Regions from separate parts of the Mus musculus genome. Here region 2 is linked to region 1. A link is a contact called in public HiChIP or PLAC-seq data. All regions are on one chromosome and are shown on one strand. The core of a region is the stretch at or near the end of the contact, and the rest is flanking DNA. Distances in the headings are between cores, read along the strand shown.

Region 1 (5,968 bases), core at 1,106-3,605:
GTCACCTGACTCCGTGTCCAAGCTGTTGTTCCACAAGGTGGTGTTCTGTCCTAATGCTTCAGCCGTCATCATGGCAGCATCTTCGCACACTTGCATCACTTGAGTGAAGACTGCACTTTCATGCACATGGGTGCTTTTGGTTGGTGGTTTTTCTGTGTAAATGCCCTGTAGATATTGCACTGAAGTGCTATTCTGTGTCCCAAAGTTCAAGAAAGCAGAGACTTTGCCCGACAAAGAAAATATATTAGGCACACTCCCTTCGGGCATAAGCTGCAGTGTTGCTGGACAATTTCAATGTTAACAAGTCAGCAATATACCCTGAACATGGTGTCTTTAAACAGAAACACACAGAAAATAAGCGGTTGAAAAAAAGATGTGACCAGAGCTCACGGGAACATCACCCTGTGCGTCAGGCCCCTTTTCACTGAGCTGTTTTCTAGATGACTTTGTCAAACACAATCATAGCAAAAGTGAAAACATCTGCAAATCTGAGAACGCACCGTGACCACCTCCCACCCCATTCTTATTCATCTTAGAAAACAACTTCACTCTTCCACCTCCTTAGCCCATAGCCTCAAAGGTGCCTCAGCCCACAACACACAAGCCAGTTCTCTTGAGGTTTCCTTTGAAATCTCCCTGCTCCCTACACCCTCACGGCCTTAAGCGTAGTCTAGCCACAACCACCTCAACTCCAGCAGACACATCCTAACTGGTCACTCTGCTCCTATCCATGACGTCACCTGGCAGTCCCCACCCTCCCACTAATGAAGCAGAACACTTGCTCCCCTGGGAACCTCCTGTAGCTTCTCAGGTTATAGAGAGCAAATCCTCACTGTGGCCTTCAGCCACGCTGACTCAGTCATACCTCTGGACCTTATATTCTCGTTCAGACACTCATGTGCAAAGGGTTCCTGTGGCTGCCTCCGCCCTCTGCCTGCTCGGCCACATCACATCCTTTGAAGAGGAAGAGCCCTTGCTACTCCACACCAAATCTCACCTCTCTCTCTCTCTCCCTCTCCCTCCCCCCCACCCCCCCTCTCTCTCTCTCCCTCCCTCCCTCCCTTTACCCAGCGGTGGCTTCCTTCCTTCACGGCAGTTATCAGCCAGCACATTCCAGACCTCCTCATTATTCCCAACTGAACACTGGGCGTTTGAGGGCAAGGCCTCTTAAGTTCTCTGCAGCTCTCCTGAACCTGAAAGCGGTTACCAGACGTAGAGTAGTGATTCAAGAAAACTGACGGTGGGATTTGGTTTCTCTTGTGTGAATAAGAGAAATCACTTCTATTTCACACTGCAACTTAACTCTCTGAGAGCTCAAATGTCATCCAGACTGCCTTCCCTGCTGACTAGGGCTCTGGGCCATCTTCAGCACATCTATCTGCTCAGGGGAAGCAGGTCCCAGCATCATGCTGCCTCTTTAAGCCTCCAGGAAGGTTGAGAAGGTCTTCTGTCTCTGTCCCTCAGTTTTAGTTATAGGGATTGTAAATGGCTGTGTTGTCTTAGGGAGATATCACTCTAGAGCCTCTATTGACCTGAGCTCATTTCCCTTTGTCTCACAAAAACCAACTTCCTTTCTGATACTGACTGTGGGGGAGGGGCTAAGACACTGGGCTGCTTTCATCTCTGAGGGAATTGGCTACAGAAAGAGGGTTTTCTGCTCCGTGGCTGCCTTTCTTTGCAGTAATTAAAAACAACAAAACAAAACAAAACAAAACACACTGTGCAAAAGCAATTTAGGGAAGAAAGGGGGTTGTTTTATCTTAGCTGCTATCACAAGCTGTCTTACTGATCTGTTTGCAGACCCACACTTGGCTAGCTTTCTTCTGCTCTAGCCTAGACCACCTGCCCAGAGAATGCTGTGGCCCACTGGGCCTGCCTACAGCAATGAGTGACCAAGACCGTCCCGCAGACATGCCCACAGGCCAGTCTGATCCAGGCAGTTCCTCTTGAAGATGACTTTAGGCTGTGTCAGGTTGACAGTTAATGCTAACCAGGACACCTACATGGGACTATAGGTGAATGCACACACTGACAACTGTGCCTCTGTACCTAAGGATGTTCATACACACTTAGTATTCACACACAGGACTCAGCTCTGTGTCTCTTACTCCTGCGTCTCCTTGCACAAACATTTTGAGGAGACATTTGTTGGGGGTTCATGGTGTCGGGTTCATTTATCATCGTGGGGAATGCACAGAGGAGTTCATATCCTGGGATTATGTGGCTGAGGCTCGGCACATCATGGCTGGCCAGGAAGTAGAAAACAGGACTGGCAACAGGGCCCTTGAAAGGCCTCCTCCCGATGACCAGCTTCTTCCAGCTCCACTCTATCCTCTAAAGGCTCCAGAGCCTCCCAAAACAGCGCCACCTGCTGGGGGATTTCAAATATTCACCAAGTGAAACAGATTCAGAGGAAAGCAGGCTCCTCACCACGGGTTCTTAATTTTGAAAGAAGGGAACTGCCTTCCAGATCAGATGTTGCTCAACAAACTAAGCAGATACAGCAGTGGAGGAGCTAAGGAGCTGGCTGCTTTAGCAAGCTTGCTAGCCAGCCAGCCAGAATTATAGGAGTCAGGCTGAAGGCCATGGGCAAAGAGGAGCTAAGAAGCCACCCACAGAGGCATCACTCCTAAGGCCCAGACTCCTCTTTAAAAAAAAAAAAAAAAATTAAAGTCCCACTCCATTCTCAGGTGGGGTGGCCTCCAGGCCTGGAGTTGCTCAAGCCTCAGTTCACACACGTGTCACGGTGTCTCGGGCTCTATAGGTGTGCTGCAGGCTGGGCTATCTACAGCAGCCGCAGTCCAAGTGCAGAGACCAGGGACATTTCGAATGGATTTCTATGGGAAAAGAAAAAGAAAAGGATGCAGACATTTTGTAAGACACTAAGAAAGAATTTAAGAAATGGAAATGCAGAGATAAAGGGCCTGTTCTCTGCGCACAGGGTCTTTCTCCTCCCATCTTTATGTGCAGGAGGAAGTAATTTTAAATGTGTTGGATCATTCTAACAATTGTTAGATAGTCTTTCCTGCCTACTACCCTGCTGGGGATAATTCCAGGTCATTAATCTGTCCTTACCGTTCTGCTTTTCCTTAGGGTCACCCTGCACTTTAACACATATACATACCTTGGTTTATGGAATGATGGCTGGCATTTACCACTCAGAGCACTTCTGTTCTCATCATCAGGGTGAACAGTTTGCATAGAAACATCACCGATGCTTCTCTAAAAATAGAACAATACAAATGAAACTGTGTGACCAAGCTATACTGATACTTTTAAGACTTTAAATTTTAACTGAAACCCAAAGAATATGAAACTGGCTCTTTTCCAAAGGTGGTTTGGACTTAAGGCTGCTCAGGATCCCTCGGACACTGGTGCAGCAACGCTAACCTGTGCCCCTTAGAAACTCCAAGGGCAGCATGCGCAGGAGCCAGCGCTACCACCCCAGGCCCTTCCCGGCTGTGTTTACTCCATTCTACAGCTGGGCTAGCTGAAGCATGTGGCGGTCAGGTGATGCGCGTGATGCGCGTGGGGTCAGGCTGTTAGGGGTGACTCAGCCAAACCCACTCCAGCTCCTGAACCTTGCTGGGATCACAAGGCCGAGAGCACTCGCTTCCCCGAGGCCCAATATTCCCTGGTAATTAAAAGAGGCTGATTATACTTGAGCGTGTGGATAGGAAGGATTTGCGATGCATGGTTTAACCTTGTGACTTTGTGAATTGTGCTGCTCGGCGCTCTCTGCCTTCTCTTTCTTGTTAGAACCAGAGAATGACTTATGCTCCAAACAGGAGCCCATGTGCTCTGACAGCTTCCTGAACGGCAGAGTTTGCAGATAAATTTGGGGTGCATGTGTTCAGGTGTCCATCTGAAACCCTCAGACTCAGAGGCAGGAGGACTCCCATCCGGACCGGTGCACCAGACTTGGCGCACATGACTCATTGCCACTCTTACATAAAAGCCAAGCCTGTTAAGTCCAGAAAACTCTGGCCAGTGTAAGTTCTGGCTGATAAAGATTGACCACTCTTAGGGGCCAAGCTTCCACAGCTGCTTGGCTCTCTGTGTCAATGTCCTTTGTGGACATTATGCCTTTATTATGGTTCAGGGATGAAAGTGTTTGCAGGTACATGTGTTTGCACACTTGGTCCCCAGCTGGTGGCGCTATTTTGGAAGCTTGTGGGAACTCTGAGAAATGAAAAGCCTTTGAACATTATAGCCTGGCTATATTCAGTCCTGGTCTGCATTCCTGGCCCACCACAATGTGAGAAGTCTCCGCCTCATGCTCTGTGGTGCGCGCTCCTCTGTGCCTTCTCCACAGTGGTGGACTGAAACCTGCTGAAGCCACAACCCATAATTTTTCCTATCTTAAAGGACCTCTATAAGGTTTTAGTGGTTGTCGTGGCCCCTGAGGTTAACAACCAGGCCTTGCTTCCTACTCTGTCTCGGCTTCCTGATCCACCCAGATATGAGCAGACAGCCACATACTTCTGCCGCTACAGCCACAAGCTCCTCCCTTCACTCTGATTGTGCCTCTCGCCTCTTAAGCGGCTTCTTATCAGGTATTCCATCACAACGATGCGAAGAGGAACATCAACAGCTTTGTTCTTAAACACAAGCAGCCATAGACAGTGGGATTTCAAGCCCAGTTGTCCCCTTAAGGCTCAAAGTGACTTCACATACTTAAGAGCAAATGGAAGACCATCCACCAGGCTCCTTGTAGACAGGTGACTCCTGATTATCGCACTAAAGGGCACATCAGTTACATCTCAGACAGGCATTCATGGATGAGTTACACAAACTAAACATATCAGCTCCTAGGGGACTCACACGCAGATGCCAGCTTGCTTGCTTTTCTTTTCTTTCTTTCTTTCTTTTTTTTTTTTTTTTTTTTTTTTGGTTTTTTGGTTTTTTGAGACAGGGTTTCTCTGTGTAGTCCTGGCTGTCCTGGAACTCACTTTGTAGACCAGGCTGGCCTCGAACTCAGAAATTCGCCTGCCTCTGCCTCCTGAGTGCTGGGATTAAAGGCGTGTGCCACCACGCCTGGCAAATGCCAGCTTTCAGTAGTATGTGAAACACACACATTTAGGCTGGTGAAACTCACTTGGGCTTCGGGCCAGGAATCCCACTCAGTACCCATTTCAAGAGAAAGCCTCTGGCTTTAGCTGAAAGATGTTAGAAGAACTGACTGTGGAGTGGCAGTGGCATTGGGAATAGCAACGAAGTTAGAGTGAGGGGCTGGGGTTGTGGAGGCCGGGCTGGTGGCACTTGGCTTCTGTAAAGACATGGACAGTTTTGCTGAACTCAGAACAAAGCAATGATGACAGCCTTCTGTCTAGAGACTCAGTACTGACTGTGGCCACCCTGAAGGTCAATGGGCTTGAGAGCAGTGCACAGATAACATTGCTAGACATGTGACTTGTGACTAGTTTTATCTTCAATGAGAAGACCAAGGATGTGTTGAATAAAGGCACCAGGAGGGAGAAGGGGACAGCTGGACTCATGAGTTCCCATGGGGGAATTTTGGGGACATTGATAAACTCTTAGGTTGGGAAAACTGACAAGTGACTGGAAGGAGAATATGAATTTACACCAGGTTATTAATTCATTCATCGAACCATCCTTGAATTCCAGGGGGAAGCCCTCCTTAGTCATGGTGTGTGATAACATGCTGTTGATGAGGATTTATGTTCACTGAGCATGTCAGCCTTTGGTTTCCTTTCTTAAATTGTCTTCACGAAGCATTGGCACCGGAGAATGCTGGCCTGATAAAGTGAGTTTGGAAGTGTTTCCTCGCCATCCACTTTTGTGGGGAGACTTGGAGAGCCACCGTCATCAGATTTTCAAGTGTGTGGCAGAACTCAGCAATAAAACCACTTGGTTCTGGCTTTCATCTGCTGGGAGGCTTCTGATGAGTGGTAAGAAGCATGTTCAAGGTCTCTGGTTCTTCACGAAGTGTCTGGTAGGCCATGTC
Region 2 (6,040 bases), core at 3,250-5,749, 150 kb after region 1:
GAACTTGGAATCCTCCTGCATCAGCCTCCTGACTGCTGTAATTGCTGGCATGTACCACCATGCCCAGCATTGATCTTGGAGCACTCAGTGGGACTTTTAATCATTACAGATTTATACTGTGAGTTGTTGAATATGGGAAACATGGCTCCCTTTCTTTTAAGATCTTGCTTTAAATTCTCTGACATGGTCACTATGACACAAATCTAGGAGTTTGGGATCTGGTTGGGCTAGATATGGGGACGATGGACAGAGAGGTGAGGTAGAAAGCTAAAGAACTCAGCAGAAGGCAGGGCATGGCAGCACCCACCCTTAATCCCAGCCCTCAAGGAGGCAGAGGCAGGAAGATCATTTCTCCCAAGCCTGGTCTACCCAGTGAATGCAAACAGACCAACTCCACCCTAGATACAAGAACATCACAGCATCCTGGGACGTGAGGGGGGAGAGCAAGCTCTGATATTGACTTGAGGACAGAGATGCCAGAGGAAGTAAATCACTGCCAGGCTCTCTGAGAGGTGAATGAGGCTCTGAAAACACCAAGGTTACTTTTCTAATTGGCAGTATTCATTACTGTCAGATGTGATAAGGGCCCAGTCTGTCGGCAGATGGAGATCTCCCCCAGCTGTGGAAACATCATTTTAGACTCACGCAGACACCTGTAACAAGTGTTAGTGAACAGAGAAAAATAAGCCCAAGGCATCTAAATTAGAACTGCCACGTCTTGGATTCCTTCACTGCATAAGAACTGAAACAGTTCAGGCATGTGAGACATGAAGGAAGGAGGATTGGCAGTTCAAGGCCAGCCTCGGCTACATAAAGTTCTACATGAGACACTGCCTCAAAATCCAAACGTAAAATTAAAATCAAGAATGATGATCTGGCTTAAACACTAAACAGGTTTAAAAAGCCCCAAAAAGAGCGTTTCTTTCCTAGGTGTTCTGCCCGAAGCCCTGTTCTCCTCAGAGAGATTGCTTCTCTTCTTATTACCATTGATGATTTAAGACCTCTGCCATCTCTCTACAAAGAACTCTGAGCCAATGTCATGGTCTCCACTGCAGCTTCGATCAACCTTTATCTTCCCTATACAGAAATCCTTGGTAACTGAAGTGAAAAGGTTGCAGCCATCTGCCGGACTCGGGATGAGTAGTCACATTTATGGCCAGTCACAGTAGAGGACAGGAGGTAACCTAGTTGGTTTCCCATAATTCCACTGGACTGAAATCTCTTGAGCATAAATCACCCAGGGCCTCTTTAGTTTCTAAGCACAGGGTCACTGAGCAAGTTACAAGGCTCCGGTCAAAGAGAAGCCTACCTGTGTGGATCTGCCCCGATATCCAACTTGTGTTAGGGAAATATCAGTACCCACACCTGAAGATATTAGGAAAGGAGAGTCTGAGAACTGAAGCTTATTCTCAAGAGACGTGAAGACTGCCCCGGAGCCTGGATGCCCCCACAACAACACCATTCCCCAATTCGGGAAGTGGGCGTGGCTCTGCTCAGCAGTGGGTTTGGTAGTGTGCCTTCACCTTTAGCACAGGGCAACTTTTCAGGGTCCCCTAGTATATACCAGACTAGAATCACTCCTCCAAGACGGAAAATGACCCCTGGGAGATTCTCCCCTCCACATTCATTATCATCAATCTCCAGAGAGATTCAGGATGCACTAGGCTAATGTCACAGTGCTGAAATTGCTAAACGGTGCCTTGGCTGGGAACAGAGAAAGGTGAGATGGCCAAAGCAATACCTCCTTTGGGGCTCAAAGTGATCTGTGAAACAGAGAGATTCAAAAGGGACTATTCTGCCACCCTGGAGATGATCCAAGGTTGCTCGAACCTTGAGGAAGACCACCACCGGCGACTGTTCCCCTAACAGCTAAAGCAGGGAGATAGATCATCACCTGCTAACTATGGGCTGGCACTGTGCCTAGGGCTTTGCACACAGTAACTTGCTGACTCCTCAGGCTGAACCTGAGGGCTGGAATGGAAAGCAGGGCTGGGGAGATGGCTCAGGTAAAGCACCCCATGCAGAGATATGTAGACTTGAGCTCCTATCTCCAGTAGCCAGAGAAAAAGATCAGTACGACTACAAGTGTCTATGACTTCAGCATTCCATGAGCAGAGACAGGGACATCCTGGGGGCTCCATGGCCAGCCGGTCTAGTCCACTTGGTGAGACTAGACCATTTGAGTTCAGTGAGAGACTGTCTTATAAATAAATAAATAAATAAATAAATAAATAAATAAATGGAGAAGTGACTAAGAAATGGATCACAATGTTGCCCTCTGACCTTCACAGGTCAATGCCTTCCTTCTCAGCACATGTATACACTCATGAACACAGACACACACACTGAGTGCCCCCCCAGTTGAAACCTAGAGACATTAAATAACTTGCCCACAGTTATTCAGCAAATAACATCTAAGCCAGGACTGAGCACCAGGTGCGGTGTTTACACACCTGCCTTCACCATCTGTCTCTCCCTCCCTGACAGCCTAGAAGGGTGTCTGGAGACCAACCACACTGTGGTCAGACAAGGACAGGGTCCCTGTGTCTGAGAGACAGTGACACCCTGCCCACAGCCCTCATCCTGCTGACAAGAGGCATGGCCCCACATGGCTTCTAGGAGACTCCCTGGGTGGGTTGGGACAGCCTCTGCCGGGTCTCTCTCAAAAGCCAAGTGGGGCCACAGGCTAGGGGTGCACTTCAACTTAACCCTAGCATAAAGAAGGAACAAGAGAAAGAGCTCTTCGTGCCACGCCCAGAAAGCCATCAGGAATTTCGCCAGAGCTTTTGACTCTTGAAGCTTTGGGATTTTTGTGCCATGCCGTAAACATTAGAACACAGTTTGTCCCCCTATCTAACTCATTTCTTTGGAACTGGCCTTTCTGAAGTGAAATAAAAGCTGGTTTTCAAAACCAGCCCTCATTCCTTGTTCCTTCCTTTTGCCTGGCCTTCAAGGACAGATATTTTCCCCGGAGTATGTTGACAGCCATCGAGGCGACCAAAATATCCAGTATGTCTAAATGAGAGGTTATTTTTAAAATCATTTGACTTAGAAAACTCCAATCACGATAATTTCAAGGGAATTCTCAGTACACAAATTAAACATTTTAAATTACTCTGCAAAGATTTGTGAGTTTGAATAATCTTAATTTAAAAATATCTGCACCTATGAATATGCATCAGGTGTCTTCAGGTTCTGTCCCATACAAAATTATGTTGGGTTGTGTGTGTGTGTGTGTGTGTGTGTGTGTGTGTGGTCAGCAACAGTAAGGATAGAGGGGAGCTGGAAGGCCAAGGGGCCATGTTCATTTCTCCTGACTCTGCCACGTTTACCTTCTGGGCTTGAGGACGTCAGGTATCTTAATGGGCTTCCCCGTGTCCAGAGTGGAATAACAATCCCCACCGTTGCATGGGTCAAACGAGACAGCCTGAGAATTTAGCATTGGCTTTAGATAATAAGGTAAGTATTAGCATAGCCAGAATTCGGCTACAGAGAAGCCAGTCCTGCCTTTGCTTTCCCAGCTCATGACCTTGGGCGGGGCCAGCCTGGTTTCTCTAACTTGAGGACTGTCCCATAAGATGTGAAGTTACAAACACAGGGGAGATCTCTGGCAGAGCCGGCATACAGTAGGTATTCCGTACGCCGTATCTATTTTACTTTCAAGAACTCACACACCAACAGAGTACTGTGCATCTGGCATTAGTACAACCCCAAATGAACTCCACTGGAGCCAGCAAAGCTTCAGCCCACCTTACACTGTGTGGATTAAGCCTGTGCTTGCAGTCGTCTCCAGCCCTGCCTTAGGAAAGTGATTCATGACTCTTACAAGGGAACTGTAGTTTAACAAAGCCAGTGTGGCAACTCCAACTTAAGGTTTTCCTACCCTGCTTTTCCCAGGATGAACTTCATTCAGTGCTACTTATGCAGACGCACGTGGGGCCTGGGGAATGAGACAAGGACCAAGCCACACAGGGTGGGCCTGCAGTTATCTTTGAGGCTATGCGAGATGTCCACGGGGCCTCCCCTGTAGACTGAGTCAGAGCCCTGGGAGGAGCAAGAAGCCTCAGGCAGGCGAAAGCCAGAATCCTGCTCCCAGCCTTCCTCTGGGGAGCCCAAGTGTGCCCAAAGTCAATCTCCAAGCAGTTAGGGGTGCAGCCAGGGTGGGGGCGCATGCAGCTGGGTTAGTCTCCACTCCACCATGCGGCTCGCATGCCCGCTGGTGCTTAGGCCGAACAGACTTGATGCTTACAATGATCCCAGCCCAGAACGGAGTATCTCTGACTAGCAGGGAGGGGCTGATGCTCGCCATGAGGAAGCCCAGCACGGTCACCGCGATGCCCAACGCCAGCTGCAGCAGTGCCAGCAGCAGCGGGAAGCGGCAGCCACAGCAGGTCCGCGCCTCCTCCTCAGGCAGCTCCTGAGCCCTGGGGCTCGGCTTGCGCCCCATGTTCCCTCGGTGGTGCCTGCGCCTGGGCCTTGCTGCTGGGCCTGCCCAGTCTGCTGAGACTGGGCTGAGCAAAAGTGGAAAACACTGGCAGGAGGGGGACCCGAGGGGGGTCGCCAACTGCCAACGCACAGGGACCTGGCGCCCAGGGCCTGTGTGATGGGAATGCCAGCCTGCTTTACTTTTTTGTTTCCAGGAAGTACAAGACAAGGTGATGAATGCTTAAACCGCTTGTGTTTAATTAATAGATCACTGAATCCAAAATGGGCTCGGCTGCACTAAATAAAAGCTGTGGAGTCATTGACAAAAGTTAAATTGAGCTTTTTTTTTTTTTTTTTTTTTTAATGTAATCCAACCGACAAGGAAGAAAGGGAGGGAGAAAGAGAGGGAGCACTGGAGGAAAGGAGGGAGGGTGAGAGAAAGGAGCAAGGAGGGAGGGAGGGGGGAGGGAGGAAGGAAGAAGGAAGGAAGGAAAGAGAAAAACAAACAAAAAACCAGAAAAGAAAAATAAAAAACTTCTTTTCTTATTGAGGTACTCGCATTCAAAATAATTGTTCCTGGCCAGTGAGGTGACTGAGCTGGGAAAACCTGCTGACCTCATTTTGATTTCCAGGATCCACAGTGGAAGCTATCTATGACTCCTCAGAGATGAACCCTTGACCTCCACACGTGTGACTCTCAGACCATACACATGGCTGCACACAATAATAATTAATTAAAACTCAACAATGAAATAACTGTTTGTAGAGAGGCTGGGCTAATCATGACACCTCGCATGCTTGTTTGTCTTTAAAAGCCCTTTGTTCTCATTTATATCTTGCGACTGTCCCATGCAGCCCAGGCTGGGTTCAGACTTGCCGTGTATCCACAGAAGACCTTGACTTTTTAATCCTCCTGTCTCCACCTCCCAAGTGCTGGGATCACAAGTGTGCACCACCCTGTGTTTAAATAATAGTGTCTATGAGGCTCCCAGTGAGTCTTCACACTTGCTAAATGTCCAGGGGGTGTTGGCATGCTGGATAGAGATGGACAGTTGCACCCAGGCAACCTTTAAGGGCTACTTTTAGCACTTGCAATGTGCTAGGACAGGCAGCTATAGATCTGGTGCTCTCCAGGAGGCTCAGAAGAGATGGGTAAACCTGGTTATTTCCCGAAAGATGGTGAACTATGCCTGGGCAGGGCGAAGCCAGAGGAAACTCTGGTGGAGGTCCGTAGCGGTCCTGACGTGCAAATCGGTCGTCCGACCTGGGTATAGGGGCGAAAGACTAATCGAACCATCTAGTAGCTGGTTCCCTCCGAAGTTTCCCTCAGGATAGCTGGCGCTCTCGCTCTTTTCCCGACGTACGCAGTTTTATCCGGTAAAGCGAATGATTAGAGGTCTTGGGGCCGAAACGATCTCAACCTATTCTCAAACTTTAAATGGGTAAGGTTTTGTATACCTTCGTGCAGTACCATTTAGGACAAAGTACAGTGTGCAGCTACTAAGAAATAGTCCCAGTGGGGAGTGGTGGCTCACGCCTTTAATCCCAGCACTCGAGAGGCAGAGGCAGGCGGATTTCTGAGTTTGAGGCCAGTCTGGTTTACAAAGTGAGTTCC

The links. HiChIP or PLAC-seq counts read pairs in DNA pulled down with a chosen protein or histone mark.
Region 2: a contact with region 1 is called in an H3K27ac HiChIP or PLAC-seq map of heart atrium, with 4 times the contacts expected there. The contact joins the promoter of Sspn here to the enhancer-like site in region 1. A contact is called at or near these places in 4 of 39 promoter capture datasets (the 3T3-L1 cell line, 3T3-L1-derived adipocytes, hippocampal neurons and 1 more), 4 of 484 Hi-C or Micro-C datasets (bone marrow-derived macrophages, cerebral cortex, muscle stem cells and 1 more), 3 of 115 datasets of contacts at active chromatin or transcription factors (fibro-adipogenic progenitors, heart atrium and pancreatic cancer cells) and 3 of 9 other capture datasets (adipose tissue, liver and macrophages).

The regions. Positions count from the first base shown.
Region 1 is chr6:146,075,873-146,081,840 of GRCm38.p6, reverse strand. It overlaps Gm32838 (a long non-coding RNA gene), which reads right to left. Exons shown (of 4, transcript XR_001785421.1): 3 at 3,125-3,222; 4 at 1,574-2,368. Among named protein-coding and RNA genes, the nearest start is that of Gm35544, 5.3 kb to the right of the region's middle. Within about 2 kb of position 2,355, at least 92 of the 459 cell types and tissues checked have an H3K27ac peak or open chromatin away from gene starts, as enhancers often do. A contact at or near this core is called in bone marrow-derived macrophages, cerebral cortex, fibro-adipogenic progenitors and 4 more, where this site is marked.
Region 2 is chr6:145,932,581-145,938,620 of GRCm38.p6, reverse strand. It overlaps Sspn (sarcospan), which reads right to left and starts at 4,499. Exons shown (of 3, transcript NM_010656.3): 1 at 4,250-4,499. The coding sequence starts at 4,447.